Linked DNA regions of Sus scrofa: region 1 is linked to region 2. Evidence: chromatin contacts called from public targeted proximity ligation data. All regions are on one chromosome and are shown on one strand. The core of a region is the stretch at or near the end of the contact, and the rest is flanking DNA. Distances in the headings are between cores, read along the strand shown.

The links.
Region 1: a targeted proximity ligation map of skeletal muscle shows a contact between it and region 2, with 3 times the contacts expected there. A contact is called at or near these places in 2 of 5 promoter capture datasets (fetal liver and liver), 12 of 47 Hi-C or Micro-C datasets (alveolar macrophages, embryonic fibroblasts, heart right ventricle and 7 more) and 2 of 2 datasets of targeted methods (alveolar macrophages and skeletal muscle).

What each region holds. Positions count from the first base shown.
Region 1 is chr4:90,388,181-90,395,361 of Sscrofa11.1, reverse strand. It overlaps IGSF8 (immunoglobulin superfamily member 8), which reads right to left and starts at 1,748. Exons shown (of 7, transcript XM_003481424.4): 1 at 1,439-1,748. The coding sequence starts at 1,724.
Region 2 is chr4:90,100,204-90,107,671 of Sscrofa11.1, reverse strand. It overlaps NHLH1 (helix-loop-helix protein 1), which reads left to right. Exons shown (of 2, transcript XM_021089573.1): 2 at 1-429. Among named protein-coding and RNA genes, the nearest start is that of NHLH1, 12 kb to the left of the region's middle.

The DNA.
Region 1 (7,181 bases), core at 499-2,998, 290 kb before region 2:
GGAGATCCCCATGGGAAAGTCACCCCCACAGCCTTAGGACACCAGCTGCCAGGCAGCTCTCTCCCCAGCTGGGGCCCCTCTGTGTCAGCAGAAGAGGGAAAGAAGAACAGGGTCTTGCTTTGGAGTCAGATGGATGGGGGTCAAATCTGAGCCTCAACATTCATCACATGGGTTGTCTGGGGAAAGTTACTTCATTTTCCTCATCTTCAAAATGAAAGTAAGCGCCCCTGTGTGCAGTGGGTATTCAGCAGGCTCTTCTGTCTCCGCATCACACTTCCCCTGGGCTCCTCTCTGCTCCACGCTGCCCACTGGGGAAAACGGGCTGAGTGCTAGGCAACCAGGCTGTGCAGCTCCTTCCTCTGTACCTCCTCCTGCCTCCCCCAAGGAGACGACTCATTCTAGTCCCATAGGACCCAGGGACCTATGTCGTACAGGGAGGCTGCTCGGCACTGTGATAGAGCTCTGATCTAGAAACAAGTGGCTGGGGCTACGTCAGCCTCTGCGGTAACTATGGCAGCTCCGAATCCTGGCACCAAAGCCACCCCCCCAACCCCGTGCTCTTATTTCAAGGGTCTCAGTTTCCTGAACATCTGTACAAGCAGTCTCACGGTACTCCTCCCCAGACTGCCCCTACAGGGAGCCTCCTCCAGTTCAGGCCCAAAACATTTCCACCGGCACTGCCTGCATGCATCTGTGCAGCAATGGCCCAGGACACCCCACCGAGAACACGCACAACAGCCACAAGGGCGCTTGGAGATCTCAGCATCAGTCTCCACAGAGCCTGTTTTCTCCAGAGGCAGAGAAGCTGGGACTAAGAGGGTGTGACAACCAGTGGGAGGCTACAGACCCAAGGGACATCTAGGAGAGGAAAAGAGGGGCAAAGGGAGACCTGGTCCAGGATAGAGATGGAACTGCCCTCAACTTTTGATGAAGTTGAGGTGGGGGATGCAATTAGGGGAGACTTCCTTCAAAGAGCGTGGGCAGAACCCGCCCCTGGGCCTCCAGCCAACTCAGGCAATTACGGAGATGGGCAGGCACTGCCTACGCAGGCGAGCTTCAGGCTGGGCCTGGAGCTGAGTGTGAGGCGGTGGAGTCGCAGCATTTGGGCGCAGCGACCCCAAGACCTGAGCATGCCAGCTAAGAAGTGGGACCTGCTCCTCTGAGGCCAGGAGGTCCCTGGGGGTGGCACCTCTTTGGGTTCTCACTGTGCCCCAGCCCAGGGCCTAGAACTGGGGGAGCCTTCAATCCCCGCCTGCCACCCCACTCGCCGCCCGCCCCAAGACTGGCTCGGCCGGCGGCCTCACAGGGCAGCTAAGCGCCAGGCCCGGCGAGGCTGATGGAGAGGCGGGTGCGAGGGGCTCCGAAGTGCTGGGGAGTCGGGCAGGATTGGACACCAGGTAGCAGGCACCTGCCGGGCGGGGCTGGGAGCCGGGCTTACCCAGCATTAGCAGCAGCAGCGGCGGCGGCGGCGGCTTGGGACCGAGGGCGCCCATCCTGCGCAACGAGCTCTGGGGAGGCTCTGGGGGGCGGCTCGGGTTCTGGGTGGCCGGGGGCTCAGGGGGCGCATGCCCGGGTGAGGGGCACCAAGCGGAGCAGCGAGGCGTGGGTGCGCGGAGCTGAGCGGAGCGGAGCGGGAGCAGCCTAGGCCCCTCCTTTTTCCCTCCTCCCCCTGCCCTTCCTCCTCCTACTGCTGTGCCTCCAGCCTCTGCAACTGGAAAGACCATTCCCGCCCGGCCTTACCCAGGCTCCGCCCCGACCTCGGCTCCCGCCCCCGCCTAGCCCCGCCCGGGTCCCCAATCCCGCCCCGACCCCTCCAGACCCTGGCCCCGCTCAGATCCCTGGGTGTGTCTGGACCCTAGTCCTGGACCTCCGCCCGGACTCCGCCCGCCCCCGTTCAGGCTCCGCCCCGCTATCCAGCTCCTCCCTGACCCCGATCCAGGCCCGCCCCCCTGGGTCCTGGCTCCGCCCCGACCCCAGCCCACGGAAGCCGGCTGCACCTGGGTTTAGCCACATCCACGTCAGCTTGGCAGGTTGTACTCGTACCCTGCACTTTTCGGCTTTTCCCTGAGGATTTGGGTGCAGGGGCCCCTGGGGTCAATGAGGTGACTGCGGCTGCACACTTAGAATCAAGCTCTTTTCCCGGAGCCTCTACGCCTCGCGGCCAACCCTGCCGAAATGGGGAAGGGCGGGACCTTGGAGTTATGGAACTAGGAGGATCTGGGCTCAAGGACGCTCCATGGCTTCGCAAGGTCACTGGAGACCTGTTTGCCACCCCCTCGGGGCAGAACCAGAGGAAGTGAGTTAGAAGGGTTGGCCGGCTGGGTTCCGTCACTTCCTGGTTGGCGATCCTAGTCAAGTTGCTCAACCTCCTCCAGCCTGTTTTCATGTTGGCAAATTGAAGTGGATGACGTCCACCCCAAAGGATTTTTGTGACGTTAATTGAGATAATGTACCAAGGTGCTTGGCACAGGATAACACTAAATAGGAGATGGGGGGGGTTGAATTATTTAAACTGTTGCTGTGAGGTTTAGTTCAGACCGAAAGAGAGGGTGAGCTTGGGGTTTAAGCGAAGGAGCCCCTAGGTCCAGTGAAGAGAAATGGACAGCACTCTGCACTGGGAGGAGTGGGGCCTGCCCCAGAGGTGGGAGGTTGGAAAAGACTTCTTTCCTGGGAACTCTGTCTCTTCCTCAACTATAAAAAAGTGGGGGAGTTCCTGTTGTGGTGCAGTGGAAACGAATCCGACTAGGAGCCATGAGGCTGTGGGTTCGATCCCTGGCCTCTCTCAGTGGGTTGAGGATCTGGCATTGCCATGAGCTGTGGTGTAGGTCGAAGATGCGGCTTGGATCTGATGTTGCTGTGGCTGTGGTATAGGCCAGCAGCTGTAGCTCGGATTGGACCCCTAGCCTGGGAACCTCCATATGCTGTGGGTGCAACCCTAAAAAGCTAAAAAAAAAAGGGATGTGGGGAGGATCTGGAAGGGTGGGGTCAGAAAGGGGAAAGGGACAGCCAGGATGTCCAAGTGGCCATCCACAGGGACTAACCCCAGAGCTTTCATCCTCAAACTTCCATCTGTCCCCACTCATCCCCCAACCCTTTCACTCACTCCGATTTACAGAAGAGGAAACAGGCCCCGAGAGAGGAAGTGGCCCAAGGCAGACCAGATCTTCCTTGACTTTCTCTTCCCTGATCCTGGCACAGTGCCCGATGAGATGAGGTGCTCAGTTGAAGCCATATTCAAGAATCCTGGAGAGGAGTTCCCATTATGGCTTGGTGGTTAACAAATCCGACTATGAACCATGAGGTTGTGGGTTCGATCCCTGGCCCTGCTCAGTGGGTTAAGGATCCGGCATTGCCATAAGCTGTGGTGTAGGTTGCAGACGTGGCTCCGATCCCGCGTTGCTGTGGCTCTGGCGTGGGCTTGGCAGCTACAGCTCCAGTTAGACCCCTAGCCTGGGAACCTCCATATGCCGCTGATGCAGCCCTAGAAAAGGCAAAAAAACAAAAAAAAAAAAAAAGAATCCTGGAGAGACCAGAGAAATTCTGAATCAAAATGCTGTCAACCCTTGAGGGAATCAGAGGTCCCCCCTCCCCTCTCAATACTTCTAGGAATGGCCTAGGAACAGGACTCCAGGGTCTCTTTTTCCCCCTATTTTGGCATACCTGCAGCCTGATTTCTCCAGATTCATTTCTTTTAAGCTCATCCACAGGCCAGATTGAGCTGTGTGAAAGCCGAAAAGTGTAGGGAAGCGTTTGGAGGAAAGTCACTCTCCCTTTATTTAGGGGTGGAGTGGACATAATGCCTTCGTGATGCTTGAGAGATGAGAGATGTTGCCCATCTTCATCATCATCATAGATGCCACTTATGGGACATGCTGATCTTAAAAATAAAATAACAAGCTCTTGGAGTTCCCATCGTGGCTCAGTGGTTAACGAATCCAACTAGGAACCATGAGATTGTGGGTTCGATCGCTGGCCCTGCTCAGTGGGTTAAGGATCTGGCGTTGATGTGAGCTGTGGTGTAGGTTGCAGATGTGGCTCGGATCCCGCGTTGCTGTGAATCCCGTGGCTGCAGCTCTGATTGGACCCCTAGCCTGGGAACCTCCATATGCCGCGGGAGTGGCCCTAGAAATGGCAAAAAGACAAAAAATAAAATAAATAAATAAAATAAAATAACAAGCTCTTAAGCTAGCCAAAATGAGTTTGTTCAGGAACAGCAGATAAATTGCAATTTGAGAGGAACAGACTGTAGTGAACCATAGGCAAGAGAGAAAAGACCAAGGGAAGGTCAGCTTTTGTTGGATTAGGAGGAACCTGGGGAGGGCTGTGGCAGTTTTCTTTTTCGTTGACTTCAAGGGATGAGCAACTTGTTGCTCAGAAGGAACTTTTCTTTCTTCCTGCTGGGATCTGTAAGCTGTGGTGAGTGACATATGCATGAGAGTCCTCCCTTCATGGGTTCCTGACTCCGTTTTGACATAGTTTTCCTTTTGTTCATTTTCACATTTCCCTCTTTTAATCATAACCTTTCCTTGAAAGTGTCACTGATCAAGAATCAGGTTACCCAATTTCAGGGAGTTCCCATCTTGGCTCAGCGGTTAACGAATCCGACTAGAAACCATGAGGTTGCAGGTTCGATCCCTGGCCTTGCTCAGTGTGTTAAGGATCCGGCGAGGTGAGCTGTGTTGTAGGTTGCAGACGTGGCTCGGATCCCCTGGGAACCTCCATATGCCGTGGGAGCGGCCCAAGAAAAGGCAAAAAAAAGACAAAAAAAAAAAAAAAAGAGTCAGATTACCCAGTTTCAGCAGAATTATCTTTTGTCCCTTGGTGAACCTCTCCTGGATGTCATATCCCACATCAGAGGGATAGTGCCTGACAAAACCATCAGAGGACATATCTGAGTAATAAGGGAAGTAGAAAAAAGGAACTCTCAGGCCTTTTCCCTCTTAAGATCCTTTCAAAATGTCAAGTCAACATTCTGTTTGTTTCACCATTTCTTCAGAGGCTGGACAGGCAATGGGTGCAAAATTTTTTAATTAGGAAAGCAGAATTAAAAGTATCATGACAGGAATTCCTGCTGTGGCTCAGTGGAAATGAATCTGACAGCATATGTAAGGACGCAGGTTTGATCCCTGGCCTCCCTCAGTGGGTTAAGGAGCTGGTGTTGCCGTGAGCTGTGGTCTAGTTCACAGATGTGGCTCGGATCCCACGTTGCTGTGGCTGTGGTGTAGGCCAGTGGCTACATCTCTGATTTGATCCCTAGCCTGGGAACTTCCATGTGATATGAGTGCAGCCCTAAAATTAAAAAAAAAAAAAAAAAAAGAAGAAGAAGAAGAAGAAGAAGAAAGCTAACATGACAAATCCAGTTTGTAGGATGGTTTTAAATCATGACCCTAGGATAGTCAACTGAACAAACAGCAAATGCACTTGTTCCCTGATCTTGTATAATTGAGTTTCTACTTCTCTGGAGGCATTTACCCATGTGCAACAGCTGGTATTTGCTAATGCCACCTTGTTCACAATCAAGGCTATTGATTGCTGACAGCTACTTTAGCCAAGGAGTCAAATGATCATTGTTGGACTGCAGAATCAGCCAGCTCTTCTAATGTTAGGAGGGGATTTATGCTCATTAGCACTATGTCCCAATGGGAATAGGCTCTTGCTATGGAGGCAAGCCCAGAGTCATGTATGGATCCAGGTAGTTCCCATTTAGGATGCTTATGAATGTTTAACGAGAAAGATCAGTGGGAAGCTTCTGATTTATTATAGATGTTAACAGGGATGGTTAAATATCCCAGTAAACATTGGTCTTCCATTCACCAGCTGCCCAAACATTCATAGGCCCACTGAGAGTTTCATTTGCCACAAACAAGGCTAAAGCCAGGCGGTACATATTGGACTATTATTAATAGTGCCATTAACTGGAATTTATCAACTGGTCTTTTTGAGCCAAGAGTTAGTGGTGTTCAGGGAGTATTTGGGGAGAAGCAATTCTGTTCTGTGGATTTTGTCCCAAAAGGCTGCAAAGAGAGGGATGATTTTATCATAGCAAGCAGACTTAATACTGGAGGGTCACCACTGTCAGGGACATATTGGGGTTTCTGACAACAAATCCAACAATCAGAAAGGTTTCCCCCTTTGGCAATGGATTAGGAAAGATGGATAAGAGCATTGTCTTTCCAAGTAAGAGAGGGAGAAGAGAAGGCAAAAAGAAATGGGGAAATGATATACAGGCCTGGTCCAGTCATCTTGGGAGAGCTGTTTCCTTCAGCTATTATAATCTTCAATTCTTGGAAATCTTTACTTTTTTTTTTTTTTTTTTTTTTTTTTTTTTTTTTTGAGGGCTGCACCTGCAGCATATGGAGGTTTCCTACAGCACATCCACAGCAACACTAGATCCGAGCCACATCTGCGACCCACACCACAGCTCACGGCAATGCTGGATCCTTACCCCACTGAGCTGAGGCTAGGGGTCGAACCTGTGTCCTCATGGATGCTAGTCAGATTCGTTTCCACAAAGCCATGGCGGGAACTCCAAAAATCTTTATTTTTATATTACAGGTTGTGGTACAAGTCCATTCAGGGTTTGGTGTTTTCTTTGCATGCAACACATGGATTCAAGAGCCTATTGCATGGAGTTTAGTGGCACGAGCTTTGGTTAACAGTACCTGATAGTGGCCTTTCCAATGCAGTTGAAGAGAATCTGTCTGGAGATGTCTTTTCTAATAGATGAGACCTTCAGGATGTGACGTATAAAGCTGAAAGTCTGCACGTCCCAGGAGCATGCCATGGAAAGGTTATTCCAATATATAGTTAAGTATAGTTTGTAGGCTCCTAGGGGAGTGGTCCTAAGATTCAGAAGGACCAATGGCAAAGCATTGTGCCAAGGTATCTGAAGAGTCTCCACAACTTTTGCCTATTGCGTTTTGATGATGCCATTGGTACATTGGACTTGTTCTGAAGATTGAGGATAAGTGCAGTAAAAATATTGTAAAACTGGACAAATGGCATGGACTTAATGTCACACCTGACCAGTAAAGTAGATTCCCTTATCAATATGACATTTGTGGCAGCGGGGATGGGGAGCAGTGGTTCCCCCCAGGTAGGTATGATCTTTTCCAGTAGGATCTTGGAGGCAGTAGCCTGTCTACACAGAAAAGCTCCAGTCCAATAACATGCCAATTGTT
Region 2 (7,468 bases), core at 2,767-5,266:
CTCCTCCCTTTCTTGCTCCTTTTGCAACTTCCAGTGTGTGAGGAGATCACTCTTGTTCCCCACACCCACATCCCTTCCTGGGATCTACCTGTCCTGACACCCTGGTCCTCTGGGATGGCACCCCTCCCCCACTTCCAGGGCTCCTGGATCCTTCCTCCTGCTCCCTCCATCCCCAGACAATCCCACTCCAGTCCTGCCTGCTTCTTTTCTCTCTCGAGCCCTCCCCCGTGAATCCTCACTTCTTCCTAAGATCCCTCAACAGTAGGCCCTAGGGGTCTGTGTCCTGTGTCCTGTGTTTCCCTCCTGTTGTGTTTTTGGTTTCATACAAAAAGAAAAATTAAAGTGACCTCGTTCTAGCACCAGGTTCGACTGTGGATCATTCTATTGAGTTGGAAAGCTGGGTTGTAGTCTCTGGTAGGGCAGTCATTGAGGGTCGGAAGCTTTGAAGGCTCTTCTGATGGGGTCATGAGAGATCGCAGTGGTGGACAAATGAAAACAGAGGAGAAGGGGTCACAGGGTAAAGAGGTGCAATGGAAGGTGTAACACACAGGTCCCGGGCCTCTTCACCTAAACTCCCATGTAGCCCCCTCTTGGCACCCATTGACTGACACCTTCTGACCCCTCTGATGCTGTGCTTCTGCTCCTGCTCTCTCTGGATCAGAGAAAGAGCTGAGTGTCCCAGTGGAACTCAAGTTAAACATGTGTCTGTGGGTCCATGCTGCTGGTTTACAAAACATTTCATGCCATGGCTATGAAATAGGACCTTCCCCGTTACTGTCTCTGAAGTGAGTCAAAATTCCTTGCAAAAACAATTCTTGGCCCATTTGTGTTCCCTAACCTTAGGATACTGGAGAGAACATGGTGAAAACCTAGGATTAAGAGAGGAATAGGAAAAAGATAAAAAGGAGTGCAGAAGGGATATCACAGCATCCTGGAGGGGACACTAATATCAATTTATGGATGAGGAACTAGAGCCCAGAGAGGAGAAGGGCATTGCTCAAAGTCACAGAGCTTGTTAGGGGCAGAGAGAAAGTTCAGGATGTGGCTGTGGTATAGGCCGGCAGCTGCAGGTTCCGATTTGACCCCTAGCCTGGGAACTTCCATATGTTGCAGGTGTTGCCCTAAAAAGAAAAATTTTTAAAAAGTCTAAACCCAGGTTTTTTTGTCCTATATTGCCGATGCCCTTCTGCTTCCCTGGAATGACATGGCCTGACAGGTGGTACTCAATGGAGTTACCATTTTATTTTATTTTATTTTATTTTATTTTATTTTATTTGGTCTTTTTAAGGCCACACCCATGGCATATGGAAGTTCCTGGGCTAGGGGTTGAACTGGAGCTGTAGCTTTTGGCCTACACCACAGCCAGAGCAACACCAGATCTAAGCCGTGTCTGCGACCTACAGCACAGCTCATGGCAACGCTGGATCCTTGACCCACTGAGCGAGGCCAGGGATCGAACCTGTGTCCTCATGGATACTAATCAGGTTTGTTACCTCTGAGCCACACTGGGAACTCCCTGAACTTCCGGTTTGAACAGAAACTTTGATAAACTAGAGAGTATTCAGAGCTGTGGGTCCAAGAAGGCAAAAAGGTGGAGATGACTTCACAGGAGGAAGAGTTGAAAAACTGAGGATATGTGTCTTTGCAAGAGTAGACTTAGAGGAGTTCCCGTCATGGCTCAGTGGTTAACGAATCTGAGTAGGAACCATGAGGTTGAGGGTTCGATCTCTGGCCTTGCTCAGTGGGTTAAGGATCTGGCATTGCCATGAGCTGTGGTGTGGGTTGCAGACGCCGCTTGGATCTGGCATTGCTGTGGCTCTGGCGTAGGCTGGCAGCTACAGTTCCCATTAGACTCCTAGCCTAGGAACTTCCATATGCCGCAGGCGCAGCCCTAAAAAGACAAAAAAAAAAAAAAAAAAAAAAAAAAAAAGAGTAGACTTAGGGACGTATGATACCCATTTTCAACTATTGAAAGAAAAGAGAAAAACTGACATTCTGCGTGGCCCCAGGAAGCAGAACAGGGTGGAAGTGATGAGAAACAGATTTTAACTCCAAAAACCTTTGCAACATCTGGAGCTGTCCACCAGTGGAAGCACCTGCCTCAAGGAGAGGGAGTCCAAGTAGACCGGCTGGAGAGGTCACCATAGGCAGAATTACCAGGGAGCCATTCCTGCCTAGATGAAACACTGGCTACGTAAACTCGAAGATCCTTTCCAAACTTAAGGTCATCTGAGAAGGCTGAAGACCCATGCTGGGAGGAAAATGCTGAGATGTCCTTCAGTCTCTCAAGGGTGCTGTTTTCATCTCTGATGGGCCACGAATGACATTAGCAGCAAGAGGGGTTTGTGTTAGACTTGGGGAGGAACTCCCATACTGGAAGAGGTTGACAGCTTCCCTTCCCCACATGATTTATTCATTATTTATTTTGATTTCTATTTATTTCTTTATTTTAGGGCCATACTGGGACATATGGAAGTTCCCAGGCTACGGGTTGAATCAGAGCTGCAGCTGCTGGCCTACACCACAGCTACAGCAACGCCAGATCTGAGCCGCATCTGCAACCTACATCACAGCTCACAGCAATGTCGGATCCTTAATCCATTGGACGATGCCAGGTATGGAACCTGTGTCCTCATGGATGCTAGTCGGTTACCAGTGAGGTATGACGGGACCACCATCCCTTCCCCATATGATTTAGATGAAATGTACTTTGCTGAGAGCCAGGCAAGAGGGAGGACTGAACAGAGACCAGGGAGAATCTGAGGACTACCGTGGGGCTAGGACTGGAAAGGAGCACAGAACACCTGTGGTGTGCCGAAGTTTCCAGGCTAGGTATCAAACCCATGCCACAGCAGTGATCCTTAACCCACTAGGCCACCAGGGAACTCCCCAACAGCTTTGTTCTAAAGGCAGGTAAAATGCTGTCCACAACGGTGATGGGACTCACCCACAGTGGCGGACAGAGGTTAGAACCCGTGTCTGCCATTCCTGACCCTGAGCGCTTTGTGTCTTCCCTGCACAGCAGCTTCAGTCCTCTGAGCCCCATGCCTGCCTCTCAGCCCTTTGCCGGCTGGAAAGCAGAAGGGGTTACTGGCCCCCTCCCTTCAGGGATCCCTTAGGGCCTGGGGGTGGTGAGAGGGGGCAGCTGCAGCTGTTCTACTGCTAGCTCCGAATTTCTTCAGATAATCAATTGGCCTCGGCTGCCGCTCTGCTCCACAGGACAGGAGAAGAAGGAGAAACAGAGTAGGAGGGGGAAGGGAGCAGGGGACCAGGCCCTGGGAGAGGAGACTGTCAGGGAGCCCGAAGTCCCGGATGAGGCAAAAGGGAGCGCTCAGGGCTAACACTCAGGGAGGAGGGAGGAATGGAAGGTTAGAAGAGGATGCATCTGGGGGCCCTCATTCCCCAACCTCTGAAACCCTGCAGGTGGGCAGTTGGGTGGGGGAGGGGCAGTTTGGGAGCACCTGGGGGGTGGGGCTCTGGCACCTCACCCCTCCCATCCTCCTCCAGTGCCTTCCCATCATGCCCCATCGAGCTTTCCCTGCCCTCTTCCATCCCTGCTTATAACATGCCTTGACCCTCCAGTGTGGTCTGTCATAATTGCTCCCCTCTGCCCCTTTTCTCAGCAAACCCCACCCCCAGTGACAGAGCAGACAGCAGGGCCCCAGGCGGTTGAGCAAGTAGAGGGGGGGACTTTTAGCCACTCCTCCCCCTCCTCCCTTACACACACACACACACACACACACACACACACACACACACACACACGCACACACGGCAGGCTGCCAGGCATATGGCCCCTTTGTGCCCACACAATGGAGGCCCTGCTGGTGCCCCTTCCCAGTCTGGGCATGAGGCTCCTCTCACTCATTTCACCCACCTTCCTTCCTTCCTCCTCCATCCCCAGCGTAGTGCCTGCCTCGCCTTTGCTTCGCTTCTTCCTCTTTCTGGAAGGCCCCTTAGCCCCCCCTCCTTCATCTTTCTGACTCTTTCTTGTTTTCTTGTGTCCATTCCGAAGCTCTTGAAATCTGACTGGGCGAGGATTAGGGACAGAAGAAAGAAGCTAACAGGAAGGTCACAGTCCCTGACTGCTGGCTGGCCAGAGAAAAGAAGGAAGAGAGCAGAGTTGGAGTTGGGGAGAAGGGGGGCAGTGGTGGACGCAGCAGAAGCAGCAATGCCCTGATGACCTGCATCCCAGCTCCATACTCAACATTTATCCTTTGTGCCATAGCGAGCAAAACATATGCCTCCCTGGGTCTCCACTTCCTCATCTGCAAAATGGGGGAGATAACAAGACCTGCCTTACAGGGGTGTTAGGAAGATTAAATGAGATCATCCTGGCAGCGCTTGGCATGGTAAGTGCTCACGGATGATACCCTAGGAGCAGTATGGCAAAGGGCTAACCTGTACTATTGCACCGTCTATGGGCCGTACAATGTGCCAGGCCAGGGCAGTGAAGGGGCCTGATTGTGAGACCTTGCTCCAGCAGAGGAGAGTTGTGCTGGTACCAGTGAGGATGCATACATACATCCTCTGAGAGGTGGCCTTGGAATCAAGCCCCTTGTGGGGGATCCTGGGCATCAGTCAGGAGTCCAACCCCAAATTCAGGAAAACAAGATACAGTGGGAGGGGACAAGGGGCTGTGGGGAAGCCAGAGGGGGAGATCTCTTGGCCCAGACTTCTGTGGGAAGTTAGGGCCAAACTCTGAAATCTGCTCAACTGAGGATGGACACATCGCGCTGAGGAGGAGAGGAGTCTGGGTGCCCAAGAAGCAGAAAAGGAGGGAAACCTGGGTCGGGAAATAGGATCAGAACGTTGTGTGGGTCTAAGGACTTTTCTGGCTCCTCCTCTTCCTCTGTTCCCTCCCTGTAGCAAGTTTAAGTCAGGTCTGATTATTGCTTGTTGAGCACTGCCCTCTGCTGGCTGCGAGCAGATACGTTCTCACGCTTCCTCCTCTCTGTGGGGAGGTGCTAAGCGGGGGTGAAAGAGAACATACTAGGTTGTAAATCAACTCTACCACAATAAAATTAAAAGAGAGAGAGAGGGAGAGGGAAAAGCTATACTAGACTGGTGACAAAGGGTGAAGGAGAAGTGGTGGGACCCACAATCGGAACTTATTTTCCTTCCTTCCTTTTCTTTTTCTGGTCTTTTTAGGGCCGCACCTGTGGCGGACAGAGGTTCCCAGGCTGGGGGTACAACCGGAGCTGCAGCTGTGGCCCACACCACAGCCACAGCAATGCTTGATCCGAGCTGCGTCTGCAACCTACAACACAGCTCACGACGACTGGATCCTTAACCCACTGAGTGAGGCCAGGGATCAAACCTGTGTCCTCATGGATACTAGTCAGGTTCTTAGCCTGCTGAGCCACAGTGGGAACTCTGAACTTCTATTATTGTCAGAGGTTTTTGGAAGGTGAAGGAGGGTTAATTGCCCTGTAGGAATAAAGATCAGAATTCATAGGTGTTTCAATTACATGTTAATGGTCTCTAATGTTCAGATTGGGATTTTTTTTTTTCCCCCTCTGTGTCCATTTCATTTGTTGTGAGTGTGTGTTTTCTGTCTCTGGGGATGTTTGTCTGCTGCTGTGGCTGCTGTGGCTGCATACACTGGTGTGCTTGTTTGTTTCCTTTTTCACATTGGAATCTGAGTGGCAACTGTCAGGTATGGCACAGAGGCCTGAAACCGTTTAACTTCTCTGCTTCCCTCTAGGTTTTACTCTGCCTTCCAGTTCCATCAGCCACCTGGCTATTTACAAGTGACAGTCTTTTGCTGGCTCCTGCCCTACTTTGATCATTCTAAACTTAGAGCCTTGTTTGGCTCTAACCTGGGACTGCTAGGCCTCCCAAGCAGGGCCTCTAGCCTGGTTCCCAAGTGAAGTGAGAAGAGAGGGAGGACCCTGAGATCAGAGCCTCTTTGCCACTCTTACTAGCATTTAAACTCCAGGCTTCTCTTTTCATAACCTGCTAGCTGTTTCCTTCACTAGTCAATCTCATTTATTTATTCAATGCACCATACATTTATTAACTACCCAGTGGGTGCCAGACACTGTTCTAGGTTCTGAAATACGGCCCAGGCTCTCCTCACTATCTACTGGGGAAACAGACACGGAAACACATCAACTACTGACCATGAAAAGTATGTTCTGAGGATGCAAGTTCGATTCCTGGCTTTGCTCAGTGGGTGAAGGATCTGGCATTGCTATGAGCTATGGTGTAGGTCGCAGATGTGGCTTGGATCCTGCATTGCTGTGGCTGTGGTGTAGGCCAGCAGCTACAGCTCCAATTCAACCCCTCGCCTGAGAAGCTCCATACACCTTGAGTGCAGCTCTGAAGAGAAAAGAAAAAAATATATATATATATGTTCAAGAAATATGTTTGTTTGTTTGTTTGTTTGTTTATTTATTTATTTATTTATTTATGACTTTTTAGGGCTGTACCTGCTGCATATGGAAGTTCCCAGGCTAGGGGTCAAATCAGAACTGCAGCTGCTGGCCTACACCACAGCACAGCAATGCCAGATCAGAGCTGCATCTGTGACATACATGGCAGCTCAAGGCAATGCAAATCCTTAACCTACTGAGTGGGCCCTGGGATCGAACCTGCATCCTCATGGATACTGGTTGGTGTTGTTACTGCTGAGTCACCACAAAGTCAGTTACATTCAGAATGGATAAGCAGCGAGGTCCTACTGCATAGCACGGGGAACTATATCCAATCTCTTGTGGTAGAACATGATAGAAGATAATATGAGAAAAAGAATGTTTATATACGTATGGCTGGGTCACCCTGCTGTACAGCAGAAATTGACACAACACTGTAAATCAACTATACTTTAATTTAAAAAATTAAGAAAATGAAAGGAATAGAAGTCAGGAATAACTCAGAGGCAGTGTTGGTGAGGAAGGAAGCGGGTAACACCTGAGCTGGGCTTCAATGGCTGATAGGGGTTTGCCAGATCTGTAAAGGTGTTTGCAGTGAATTCGGCAATGTGCTGCCAGAAACCCCCTTTGCAAATTTCCTCCTTCACTGGACAGAGCATTCACTTCCCCAGGTGCAGGAGTGTTGACTCACAGCCGAGTCTTTCCGCAGGAATTGCCTTTGAAGGAGGAAAGCTGCCTTGCTTAAAGTTGCACTCCCTCCCTAGGCAGTATACATGCAAGGACTGGTTGGTATGGGGTTACACAGCCCCATTCCAGGGGCAACCTTGAAGGGCTGGTGCCAGCTGGAGATCCCTCACCAGATTGCTGGGGGCCTCTGCTGCAATCGCATTGCACTTCAGCTTCGACCTCTGGTTAATCCAACCTCCTTCACACCTAGCAGGTATTGCTCTCCTGAAAGCTCCCTCCTGCATACACCTCAGCGTGTAAGAATCTCTTTCCCAGGGAACCCTACCTGAGACAGTGATATTCCGGGTAGAAGGCGCTGTAGATACAAAGGTATGGAGGCATGAAGAGCAGTTTTGAGCAGGAGC